Linked DNA regions of Mus musculus: region 1 is linked to region 2. A link is a contact called in public Hi-C data. All regions are on one chromosome and are shown on one strand. The core of a region is the stretch at or near the end of the contact, and the rest is flanking DNA. Distances in the headings are between cores, read along the strand shown. Region 1 overlaps Gm31814 (a long non-coding RNA gene). Region 2 has its middle 39 kb from the start of Gm46545.

Region 1 (6,024 bases), core at 485-2,984, 180 kb after region 2:
GCAAACTGACATTAAGAAGGACAGAAACATCTGCAATGTTAGGAGGCCATGATGAGACAGCAGAAGGGATAGCACGGTTCTTCAAGGTAGGAGAGAGGAGTCTAAAGGGGTGCCCTTCATAAAGAATGCGAGCAGGAGCAGGGACAACCTGTGTGAAGCCCCTGAGGCTGGAAAGAGAGTGGCCACTACAGGGGAGAAAGGGCAGGCTTAAAAAAGAAGTGTACATGAAGTTAAAAAGGAGCTGGGGACAGCGTGTAGGTCGTCTCTCATTGTATACGTGTATGAAATTCTCAATGAAATGGCAGAAGAATTTTTTAAAAAATCGTTGAAGAGGGGAGGGGCTGTATTCAGAATCCTTCTAAGCCATGGGAGGAACTCTGAACTTCCACATAGGTGAAGAAAACAGTGGGAAGCCATCAGAAAGTTTCAAACAGGGATGTGACTTGATCTAATTAACAAGCTGTTTCACATGATCTTGTCTACTGCCTAAAACAGATTGGATGGAACAAGGAAACTGTTGCTGATGTCCTCACAGGAAGTTGCTGAGTGGAGCTTCAGTACGGATCAATAGTGACTGAAAACCACAGGCCCTTTCTCTAAATCAAAAAACAGCTGTTTAGAATTAATAGTCTTAAAACACACACATTGTATTTTTCAGGTGTCTTATCATAAATGTAGGTGATAAAATTTATAGACTGTTGGGATGTGCAAATTATAGATGATGTTCCGGGTCTCCCTTTTCTCCTTCCCAGATATTCCAAGAATGGAGGTTAAGAGGAGTCATGACAGAGAGTGACATAATATAGGTCACTTGCATCGAGTTCTCCTACACAGCCTCAACCTCACTACACAGAAACAGCAACAAATGTCAGTGGCAGGAAGTACAGAACGAGAAGAATTAACCACACTTTTTTTTTTCATCCAAACTCCAGAGTCACACACATTTACGGTTGGTTTGACCAGGGTTGGGGGTGGGTGAGGTGGCTTCTCACATTTTTTTAACCAATAGGATTTCATAGCAGTCATCAAAACAACAGCCTTTCCCACAGCTGACCTTTCATGATAGAGGGCTTGAAGGGAAGAAAAGAAAGGAGGGAGAAAACATGGACTTTGCTCATTTGTCATTCTAATAGCTGAGCACTGGATCGGTCTGATGTTGCAGACACATTGATTTGATTAAGATACAATCCATGGGTCATTCAGGCATATAAAGTACTCTTGCTTAATTGCAAAATTAACAATGGAACAGGATAAATCATTACCAAACTGAAGGTTATTCTGGGATTCATGGATTTTTTTTTCTTTTCCTCACCCAACTCATTTTCTCCATCTAAAGTTGTTTTCGACACTTGGTTAAATAAAAAAAAAAAAATCTGGACTAAAGCAACAGTCAGTACATGCCAGCTCTTCAGGGCATCAGCTAAGGGAGCTTACACACACAGAGAACTGGAGTACTGGTAAACCCATCTTACAAAGTGTTTCCCAGAATGCCTTTGCTTCCTAAGTATTCACATGATTCACAGGACTTGGGAAGCCATCCATGGCCTCAAGAAATCATCTCTGAAGACTTGAAATTTAGCTTCCATTTCTTAGCAACACAGAGTTTTTTCAGGACAACCTAATTTTGAAGCTTAAGCAACCTTTGTCCAATCACTTATTGACTGTTATATTCCAAGCACCATGATAAATGATGAGTGAAGGAAAAAAAAAAAAAAGCAAACAAAGATTCAATCTCTTTCTCAACAAACTTCCAGTCCCTGGGTTCTTTGGCTTTTGTGATTACATAAAAAGCACCTAGCTACACATACCAGTGCCTGACAAATACACAAGTGAATGCTCACAACCATCCATTGGACAGAGCACAGGGTCCCCAATGAAAGTACCCAAGGAGCTGAAGGGCTTTACAGCTCCATAGGAAGAACAACAATATGAACTATCCAGTATCTCCAGAGCTCCTTGGGACTAGACCACCAACCAAAGAAAACACATGATAGGACTCATGGCTCTTGCTGCATATGTAGCAGAGGATGGTCTAGTCGGTCATCAATGGGAGGAGAGGCCCTTGGTCCTGTGAAGGTTCTATGCCCCAGTATAGGAGACTGCCAGGGTCAGGAAGCAGGAGTGGGTGGGTTGGTGAGCAGGGGAAGGGGGAGGGATATGGGGGATTTCGAGGGGAAACTAGGAAAGGGGATAACACTAGAAATGTAAATAAAGAAAATATCTAATAAAAAGGAAAGAAGAAAGAGTTTTGAATTCAAGTTTGGGAGACATTGTCCAATATCTATGGACTTGAGAAGAGCACTTTACTCCCAAGAATCTTGATTTCCTCGTCTGCAGAATGAGAATGAAGACCCTGCACTGGATAGTTTTATGACAACTTGACCTGAACTATAGTCATCTGAGAGGACAGAACCTCACTTGAGAAAAATGTCCCCACAACATTGGACTAGAGGCAAGCCTGAAGAGCATTTTCTTAATTGGTTATTGATATTATAGGTCGTACCACCCTGGGCTAGTGGTCCTATGTTCTTAAAAAAAAAAAAAAAGCAGGCTGAGCAAGCTATAAGGATCAAGCCAGTAAGCAGCACTCCTTCATGGCCTCTGCATCAGCCCCTGCCTTCAGGTTTCCACCCAGTTTGAATACCTACCTTGACTTCCCTTGATGAACTTGGGATATGTAAGCTAAATAAACCCTTTTCCTCCCCAAGTTGGTTTTGGTCATGGTGTTTCATCAGAGCAATAGCAAACCTGACTAAGACCGAAATTCAAACCAGGATTGTGGGTTATTTCTGTGACAGACTTGACCATGTTGTCTTTCAGAGTACTGTGAAAGGACTTTGGAACTTTGAGCTAGAGAAACCATTGAATGTTAACAGTTCAGTGGGCAGTTTGGTAAGAGCTGAGAAGATAAGAATGTTGAGGGCAATGCAGGTCTAGGTTGTGAAGTCTCAGAGGGAAGTTTCAATTTTCTTCCACAGCCATTTACTATTTTGAGTTAAGATTTTGTGGTTCTTCTCATTTGGGGCTGGAGAATAAGCTCTGGTTATCAAAAGATCAGCACCATTGAAGTGAAACCTACTTTAGTAGGACAACTGATAGTGGTTAGTTGGAGCTGAGAAACTATTGGCAATGAAGAAGATACCAGAATCATGGAAGGGAAATCTGGAAAGTAGCTTTTCCTCAGGCTCAGCCCACAGAGCTGTGTACCACAGGTGGCCAAGGTTGTACCTTGTGCTGGCAGCCAAACACAGTAGTAGTGTATAAAAGTCTTCTGGGTGGTAATGGTTTAGAAGGCATGGATGGGTCATGTAGAACAACTGGAGCTGAGCTTCTGGGGCGGGTGGTAGCAGAGGCCATTGGTCAAGGTACAGCCTTGGTAGAAGTTGAAGACAAAGGATTGAAGGGGTCATGAAGAGGGTTGAGGCTTGGTACCATGAACAGAGCATAGGAGAAGCTATTGGTGAATGCAGCCCAGTGGAAACAGAAGACCCCAGAAGTTTACTACCATGAAATGACTGCCAAGTGCCAAGAACAAACACCATCAGCCTTGCAATGGAGCCAACCGGAACATTGGAGCCAGTCTGTATGTAAAGCAGAGGGTGGAGTCAGAGCAGGGACCCGAGCCCTTTGGAGGAGCCCAGAAGATCAGGAGTGAATCACACATTGAACATTGATTTATTTACACTATTGGATTTTGGTTTGGTTTTGATCTGATTGCAGCTGTACCCAGTGTCTTTTTTTTTCTGGGCAAAGTATTTATTTTTTTATTGTACTGGATCCCACAGTTGAGAGACTTTGAACGTTCGAAGATATTTTGGAACTTTACAGAGATTTTGCATTTTAAAAGAGACTGGATATTTCTAAAGAGATGTTTGAAATTGTAAGGCTATGGAACATCTTAAGCGTATAAAAATTCTTATATTGCAATGTTGATATTAATGTGTCATCTAGGGGATGAACAAGTAAACAAAGTTTATAGCTTACCAGAGATGTGTTTATGTGTCAATTTGACAAGAGGTTAATTATGCTGGCTAGTTTTACGTCAGTTTGACACAAGCTATAGTCATTTGAGAGGTGAGAGTCTAAATTGAGAAAAAAAATCCTCCATAATAGTGGGCTATGGAGAGGCCTGTGGTGCATTTTCTGTATTAGTGTTCATGCTGGAGGGCCCTTGGCTGGTGGTTCTGGGTTCTATTAAAAAGCAAGCTGAGCAAGCCATGAGGAGCGAAGCCAGTAGGCAGCACTCCTTCGTGTCCTCTGTATCAGCTCCTACCTCCAGGTTTCTGTCCTGCTTGAGCCCTGCCTTGGCTTTCCTCAATGAGCTGTGCCTTGGGATGCATAAGCCAAATGAAATCTTTTTCTCTGAGTTACTTTTGATCTTGGTTTTCATCACAGTCACAGTGACCCTGACTAATACAGAAATACAGATCGACTTCATGGGTTCTTTTGAGAGCCAGTGAAACGATGCATATAAATTTCAATGAATATATAAGGAAATGCTGGGCTTCAAGTCCTTTTTGATATTTATGGAGCAGAGATATCACCTCAAAGGAGTTATTAGACACAGACAGCAAGCCACCCACCAGCTGTCGTTTGGGACACCATTTATTTTGTGCTCTGGCAAATGACTCTGATAGCCAATACAGCAACAGATTGACCATCTGAGAATCTCTCAGGGCCAATGGTCACATGGAGAACAAGTGACATGTGACATGTGACTTTTTGTTATAGTCTCTACCAGCCCATTCAGCAGGGTTGTTTCTCAAATATCTCATACAGTATCCTGTAGTCATGTCCCACAAATGCACCCTGTCTGATTTCTGATTTATAGAGTCACAGCAATCCTTTTAGTAATAAATATGATCCCAAGAGATCTCTGAGATAGGCCAAGAGCATTTCAAAGAGAGCTTGCCTCTGGAACCCCACTTTTGGGTAAAAAAATAAATAAATAAACAAATCAAGTAATGAAGGAAACAAACTAGTTATTACCTTGAAAAGATTCATCACTGTTTGATACTTAAGATGAAACTCAAAAATTATATACAGCTCGCTTTCCTGAGCCCTACACTCAAAGGCTTGAAGTTGCTGAGGTGCTGACAGACACCAATAGACAATTTTATCACTGGTAAATTATTCTTTTTCAGACTGTCAAGGCTCTATTCTTGTTATTTTTAAATGAGACCCTCTTTGAAATAGGGCATGTCAGTGGTGATAGTGGCTTAGAGCCAGAGCAGGCCATGACGTTTGTTCCATTCAAGTTCCCAGATGACAACTTCATGTCTTTGCTCTTCTGCTCTTAGTAAGAAGAAAAAGCTGGTCTACTCTGTGTGGACAGCCCAGAGAACTGGGTGGGCGTGTTAGCTCTATTCCGTAGCTTGAAGCACATTCATTTACATTCCCAACGTTGAGCTCTTTTAAGAGCTGGCTTAGAAGGTAGACCTGACTTCTATAATTCCTTCCAATTCTGATAGTATGAAATACTAGAATTCTTTTAATTGTATTCTATTAACTTTACAAGAGCCAACAATCATGGAGAAGAGGATCATTTGGGGTCCTCTCTTGCCTCCCATTTAAAATGAAGGTGATCTCTATGCTATAGGGTCCTTGGGAGCTTTAGATGTGATATATGCCTACAAGGGAACTTTTAGCCAAAACTTTAAAAGTCAGCTGCCTCCACACACCCTGCTCCAAGTTCTCATCATCTTCATGGTCTGGGTACATGTTCACTGACCTACTGTTGACCATAATCAACTCCATGGTCCAATATGATAATAATGTTGTAAGATTTCTTATTCTGCCTAGGGATCATGTGGAAAGTCTATCAAGTTGTCTGTCCCTTCTGGCCTGGAACCTTGTGACCAGGACCTACAGTTTGCTTCAGGTATGTGAGAAAGGACACATGGGAGTGCTACCCTATGAAGACCGTGATAGGACATGCTATCACATGCTTTTTTATCCTCAGCATTTGGGAGGTAGGTTTGGGAGGATTTCCGTGACTCAGAGGTCAACCTGGTCTACATAGTG
Region 2 (5,871 bases), core at 2,302-4,801:
GTGTGTTTCCAATTCTTTCTATAGTCTGGCTATTAGTCCCCTCTTAGATGAAGAGCTAGCAAAGACTAATCACCCACACTCAGGCTTACTCTACACCCAATTGATATTTACTTTCTAATTTTTGCCAGTTTTTGGGCTTAATTTTTGAGAGAATGGTGTCTTATTTAGGAAGTCATTTCTTGGGCTTGTGTCTCTTCGGATTCTTCCTATGCTTTCTCTACAAGTTTGCATATTTAAGGTTTCACACTGAGTTGTTTTATGCGTTTGGAGTTGCTTTTTTATCATGATGATTGGTATGGGTCTAATTTCATTTGTCTACATGTAGACATCCAGTTTCCCCAGCACCATTGGTAGAAGATGCTGACCTTTCCCCTGAGTGTATTTTTGATATCTTTATGAAATGTCAGGTGGCTGCAATTATGTGAGATTGAGTTTGGGTCTCTATTCTGTGTTGGCTGATCTACATGTGTGTTTTTTGTTTTTTTTTTCCGCCAAGACCATGTTGTTTTTATTACCAAAGAATCTGTAATATAACTTGACATCTGATACTGTAATCCTTCTACCATTATTCTTTTGTCTCAGGATTGTGACTATCTGGTTTTGTATTTTTTTTCTATCCCTGTGAAGAATTTTATGAGAATTTCAGCTAGGATTGCATTGAATCTGAACATTGCTTTTGGTAGAATGGTCATCATCACAATATTACTTCTACCAATACATTTTAAGGCCTTCTCAACAGGAGGGACTTATATGATAAAACTAGGCAAAAATCCAGAGTAGAAAAGGTCACAGACCCTACAGGACATACTACTAATGTCACTTTCCTAAACCAATAGAGCCTTCAACTATAAATATGTTATAAATATAAATATATAAATATAAACACTTAGCCGTACACCCACAGATATGAATAGCTTTCACCCATCATCCAAAAAGCTTCTCTTTGCATCAGACAGAAGCCCTACAGAGATTCACAACTGCTCAAAATGCAGAAAATAAGCAGCCATGGAATACTCAACTCTAATTGGTGCATCCACAGCATAATACCTATTACTAAGGCTCAGGAAATAACTTGGAGGAGGAGGCAGAAAAAGTCTAAGGGCCAGAGGACCAGAACTCCTGATACAAAGTAGTGTCTTCTAGACATGGCCAGATCACTGCATCCAGGAAGCTGCAGCAATGTGGCTGCCTGTGTGAGACCTGCAGAAATGACCATACCGGTTGATATTTCCACATAGATGGGGCAAACTTCGCATGACTCAACTCATAGATGAGAAGTTACAAACCATCAATGGCTGGGGAGGGAAGAAGAATCAGTTTTCTAAAGGGATGAGCCCCATGATAGGTTGCCTAACCCTAAGTGTGCATCCCTAAACACATGAACATATGGGCAATACTAATATATTAGTAGGTTATGTGTGTGTGTATGTGTATATCTAATATGTGTGTGTGCTATCTGTATATTAAATTATATACAACATATATTAACAGTTATTGTAAGAGAGGACATCTTTAATTCAAGGGAAGAAATGGGAGCAGAATTGGAGTGGAGAGGAAGGTATGGAAATGATGTAAAGACATTGTAGTTGTGTATAAAGTCTACTTCAATGATTTATTTTTAAATCTGTCTCTGTCTGTCTGTCTGTCTGTCTGTCTCTGTCTCTGTCTCTCTCTGTCTCTCTCTCTCTCTCCCTCTCTCTGTCTCTCTCTCTGTCTGTCTCTCTCTCTCTCTCTCTCTCTCTCTCTCTCTCTCTCTCTCTCTCTCTCTCTCTGTCTCTCTCTCTCTGTGTGTGTGTGTGTGTGTGTGTGTGTGTGTGTTTGGGGGATTGTACACATGAGTGGGAATACCCAGTAGAATCCGGGAGATGGTGTGAGGTCCCCTGGAGCTGGAGTTAGCAGTGGTTGTGAGCTTCTGATGTAGATGTGGGAATCAAACTCCAGTCCTCTGTAAGAGCAGTATGTACTCTCAACCACTGAGCCACCCCTGGAGCCCAGGACATTTCTACTTTGATTTAAAATGTCAGTGGAATTCTGCAGTGATGCAACGGGGTTGACACTCTGACCAAGACTTTTGGTCACACTGATGTTTTTGGAAGCCATTTGTTACTTATTTTTGTAGTAAAGCCAGTCCCCTCCCTTGCAAACATGTAAATGGTTGGGTTGTCTGTTTATTTGCTTGTTTGTATAAAAGCTTAAGACTCAGTTCAGCTATATGCTACTCTGTGTGTCTTTTCACTGGGCACAGCCAGACCCTATGTCATTTTGCTGATTCTTTCTTAATTATCTCAGACATTTCTCATAGTCCTGTGTATTCTAGATCATAAACTTTATCATAAAGTTATAAGCACTGGACACTGGGAACAATGTCATTTTTATGGCCATAAATGATGATAACTTTTGTTGGCTGCATAAATGAAGGAAGTACTTCATCCATATCTCAATTGTGATCCCAGTGACAGGACACTTAGTGGAGGCCTCTGTTTCATTCTATATAAGAAAGCAGGATGGCTAATGAATGGCCTCAAGGTATAGGCCACTGGGACAAGGTGTGCCCAACATGTACAAGGTTCTTGGTTTGAAAAGAAGGAGCAGATCTATTGGCTGTGCCTGCATCAAGTTTCTCACCTTACATCACCATGAAGGTAATGTCATATCATTTATCCATGGCCACTCAAGGGTGGCTTGAGTACACAGAGTGACCCTGCCAAGCTCAGGAGATGAGCGAAAGGGCAAGAAGACAACTTGTAGACTTTGGGTTGCCAGGCTCAGCATGAGGGCATCCCTGAGCCAACCCCCTACTGACTTTGGCCATGGTCCTGGATCTATGCTCTGTGCGTTAGCATAGATCAGCTTAGCCATTGGGAAGAGAATGTGGCAAAGGTTGGATGAGACTAGGCCTGAAACTGCTTTGACAAGACCTGGAAACAGTATTCTCTTTGCTCAGATGCTTAGAGGCAGAGAGAAGTCTCAGAGGATACAAAAGTCAATCGGACTTCTGTCCAATCTCATGGGCAGAAAAGCAGAGGGGATTGCTCTCAAACGGTGTGAAAGGAAATCTTGGCATCAAGGTGGGAGTGCCAGGACATCCTATAGACAGGAAGGAGAGGATGGTATCGCATGAGATACAGAGAGTGTCAGACAGAGATGGGAAAACTGAGCATAAGGCCAGTCTGAGGGAAGGAAGAAGAGAGGAGAGAAATAGGAGAGGGGGGACAAAACAAGGGAGGGGAGGCAGGCAGGCATGGCAGAATGAGGAAAGCTGGATCTTCCAGAGAGAAAACTAGGGTAGAGGAGAGAAAAACTTGAAAAGATGAGAAGAAATGGGGACAGGATGAAGAGCAAGTTCAAGCATGAGGGTGCTGCTCAGCTCAAGAGGCTGGCTTCTGTAAGCCTGGCAAGGGGAAGGCCTAGGTACAGGCAGAAATGTGCTGACTCCTGCCCAGGGACATCAGAGAACAGAAACAGATCAATTAGCCTGGGAGGGGTGCTATTGCCCGTGATCAGTTCCTGGCTGAGCCAGGCCAGGCCAAGGACTCTTACAGGATCAATGTACTATCAAAGGGCCAGTGGCTCCAGGGCAGGCTCAGCCTTTTCCCTTGAGAACACCCTGTGCTCACATCCCTTTGCTGATTTGGCCACCAGTTCTGTCCCGGGCTCACCTAAGGACCCAGTTAGATCCAGTCCGTTGGAGTTTGAACAGGCTTCAAAGATCTAATAGGAATCAATGCAGCCCAGAACAACCAACCCATGGGATGGTCTTGGGGCATGTGGGTGGAGTAGTAGTTATTTCGACCAGATTTGTCTTATAGATCTTCAATCAATAGAAACACATGTTATAGAGAGAAAACTTGTGCAAAGAGGCATTTGATATGCTGGAACTCTTAATCTTTATATTCTATGTCCCACTTGTCAGCATCTGTCTTGTGTGGCCACTGGGACAGAGGCTGAGGATACAGACAAGGGCAGACACACCTTCAGTGCCCTCTGGGGAGACCAGTGGCACTGCAGTTCCCCCTGCCCAGCCTAACAGAGTGCTTTGGAACTCAGAAGAGAACTCGACTGGTTCTGTTGAGAGGCAAGTGAAATATCTAGAAAGGGAGATGTTTGAGGGTAGCCTTAAAGGCTGAATAAGACTCACCAAGCAGATGGAGTGCAGGAGTCTAAGGGAAGGGAAAGAGTGTTGAAAGGTGAAAGGTGTGAGTTCTAATGGCTTTTGGATAGTCACTGGCAGGCCAGGCCAGTCGAGGCATATAGGTGAAGAAATAAGGGCCAGTTAAAAATCGGCATCTGTGAGGGCTGAGGGTGGACCTGTTAATTAGAAGGAGTTTAAGGCAGCATAGAAGTGGTCTGCTCAGTTGACATTTTCAAAGAATATTTGTGTCTGAATAAATTTGTATGAATTGGACAATTTGGAAGAACACCTAAAATTGGGCGTAGGAATGAAATTAAAGCAAGGTAAATGCTCTATCCCACGAGAACGCGAAGATGGCGACCACACTGATGGCTTTCTCTTGCAGAGAGCCCTTTGCTCCATGCCTGCTTAGGAATTTTCCTTTGATTCCTTGTCAGACAACTTCAGCCATGGCCACTTTCTCTCTGAGGGGTCTCCTACTCCCTGGAGTTAGGTTATCAGAGGATAAGAGCTTCCAGCCAGTACCATCTTCCCCAAATAGAAAGCATTTAAGGAAGCATTTAAACAGCTTACCTTTGAGAAAGGGCAATTATAGATTAAAACCCAGCCTTCCCCTTCTTTAAAAATAAGAGATTAAATATTACCCAATTTCCTCTGTACTCTGTTATCATTTGTCAATCAAAATACTTTTCTTGGAGCTGATGTAGCAGGAGGATCATAAGCTGAAGTCTAACCTGGGCTATCAATGGAGAACATGGCTCAAAACACCTCCAACAACAACAGAACAGCACTTCCCTAAGTTAAACACATTGATTACACTGACATTCCTATTTATAGCAAATACTAACATATACTTTTCATTTTAAGGGCCCACTTATTAATTTATTTTACATGGTGTGTGTGCCTTGAGTCTATCTATGTGTTCCATAAGCATGCAGGTAAATCCTGGGGCCATATGAGGATATTAGAACCTCTATAACTAGGGTTACAGGTGACTGTGGGCTCTGAGTTATGGAAACCAAACCTGGGTTCTCTTCAAGAACTGTAAGTGCTTCTAGCTGCCTCTTCAGTCCCAACATGTATTTTTTAAATTTTAAAACATTTTGTGAAAACAACTCTGATTCCATATCTTATTTTGAAGTCTAACATTCTATAGATTAGATAACTTGCCACCTGCTTTACTATTGATTGACATTCACTCTGATTTGACTTGCTTGGTTGTTCAAGTGACAGTGTCACAGACAGCCTTGTGCATGAATCCTTACATGGTTTTTGCTACTATTGCTATAGCAAGGATTCTTAGAGGTTAGCTTGTTAAAGCTAAGAAAGATTTATAATCATATTAGGAACTGTATCATCCCTTTTCTGAAGATTATCCTGACCTATGCTCCAACCAGCAATTTGTTTGATTGTATCTTCCTCATCCAGTCCCCCAAGCAGCAGAACTATCACAACACACAACAGTCCCTGAACACCAGAACCAAGATCCCCTGTCTGCTGCCACTGTACAGCACGGTGACAACATACATTAGTCATGGCTGTGCCAGGCGCAGAGTAAAGACTCACTCCCTATTGCTGTGCTGTTAGGAAAGCACATTGCCCAAGCTGAGAGCCAGTCAAGCTTTTAACAGCTGACTTAGTGCACAAGACAAGTGGGAAAGGAGAAAACAATAAAGTTGGGAGAAGGCTCTGGATTGGGCCGCCCGTGCTGGGAGGTAAGACGTTGCCTCCTTTCCTTG

What was found. Hi-C and Micro-C count contacts between places; a contact is called where the count stands out from the background.
Region 1: a contact with region 2 is called in a Hi-C map of liver, with 1.8 times the contacts expected there. The contact joins two enhancer-like sites. A contact is called at or near these places in 5 of 484 Hi-C or Micro-C datasets (all in liver) and 2 of 115 datasets of contacts at active chromatin or transcription factors (liver and pancreatic cancer cells).

The regions. Positions count from the first base shown.
Region 1 is chr16:24,222,422-24,228,445 of GRCm38.p6, forward strand. The region is part of intron 1 of Gm31814 (a long non-coding RNA gene); the gene reads right to left. Among named protein-coding and RNA genes, the nearest start is that of Gm31814, 38 kb to the right of the region's middle. Within about 2 kb of position 1,735, at least 5 of the 459 cell types and tissues checked have an H3K27ac peak or open chromatin away from gene starts, as enhancers often do. A contact at or near this core is called in liver, where this site is marked.
Region 2 is chr16:24,040,385-24,046,255 of GRCm38.p6, forward strand. No RefSeq gene overlaps it. Among named protein-coding and RNA genes, the nearest start is that of Gm46545, 39 kb to the right of the region's middle. Within about 2 kb of position 3,552, at least 9 of the 459 cell types and tissues checked have an H3K27ac peak or open chromatin away from gene starts, as enhancers often do. A contact at or near this core is called in liver, where this site is marked.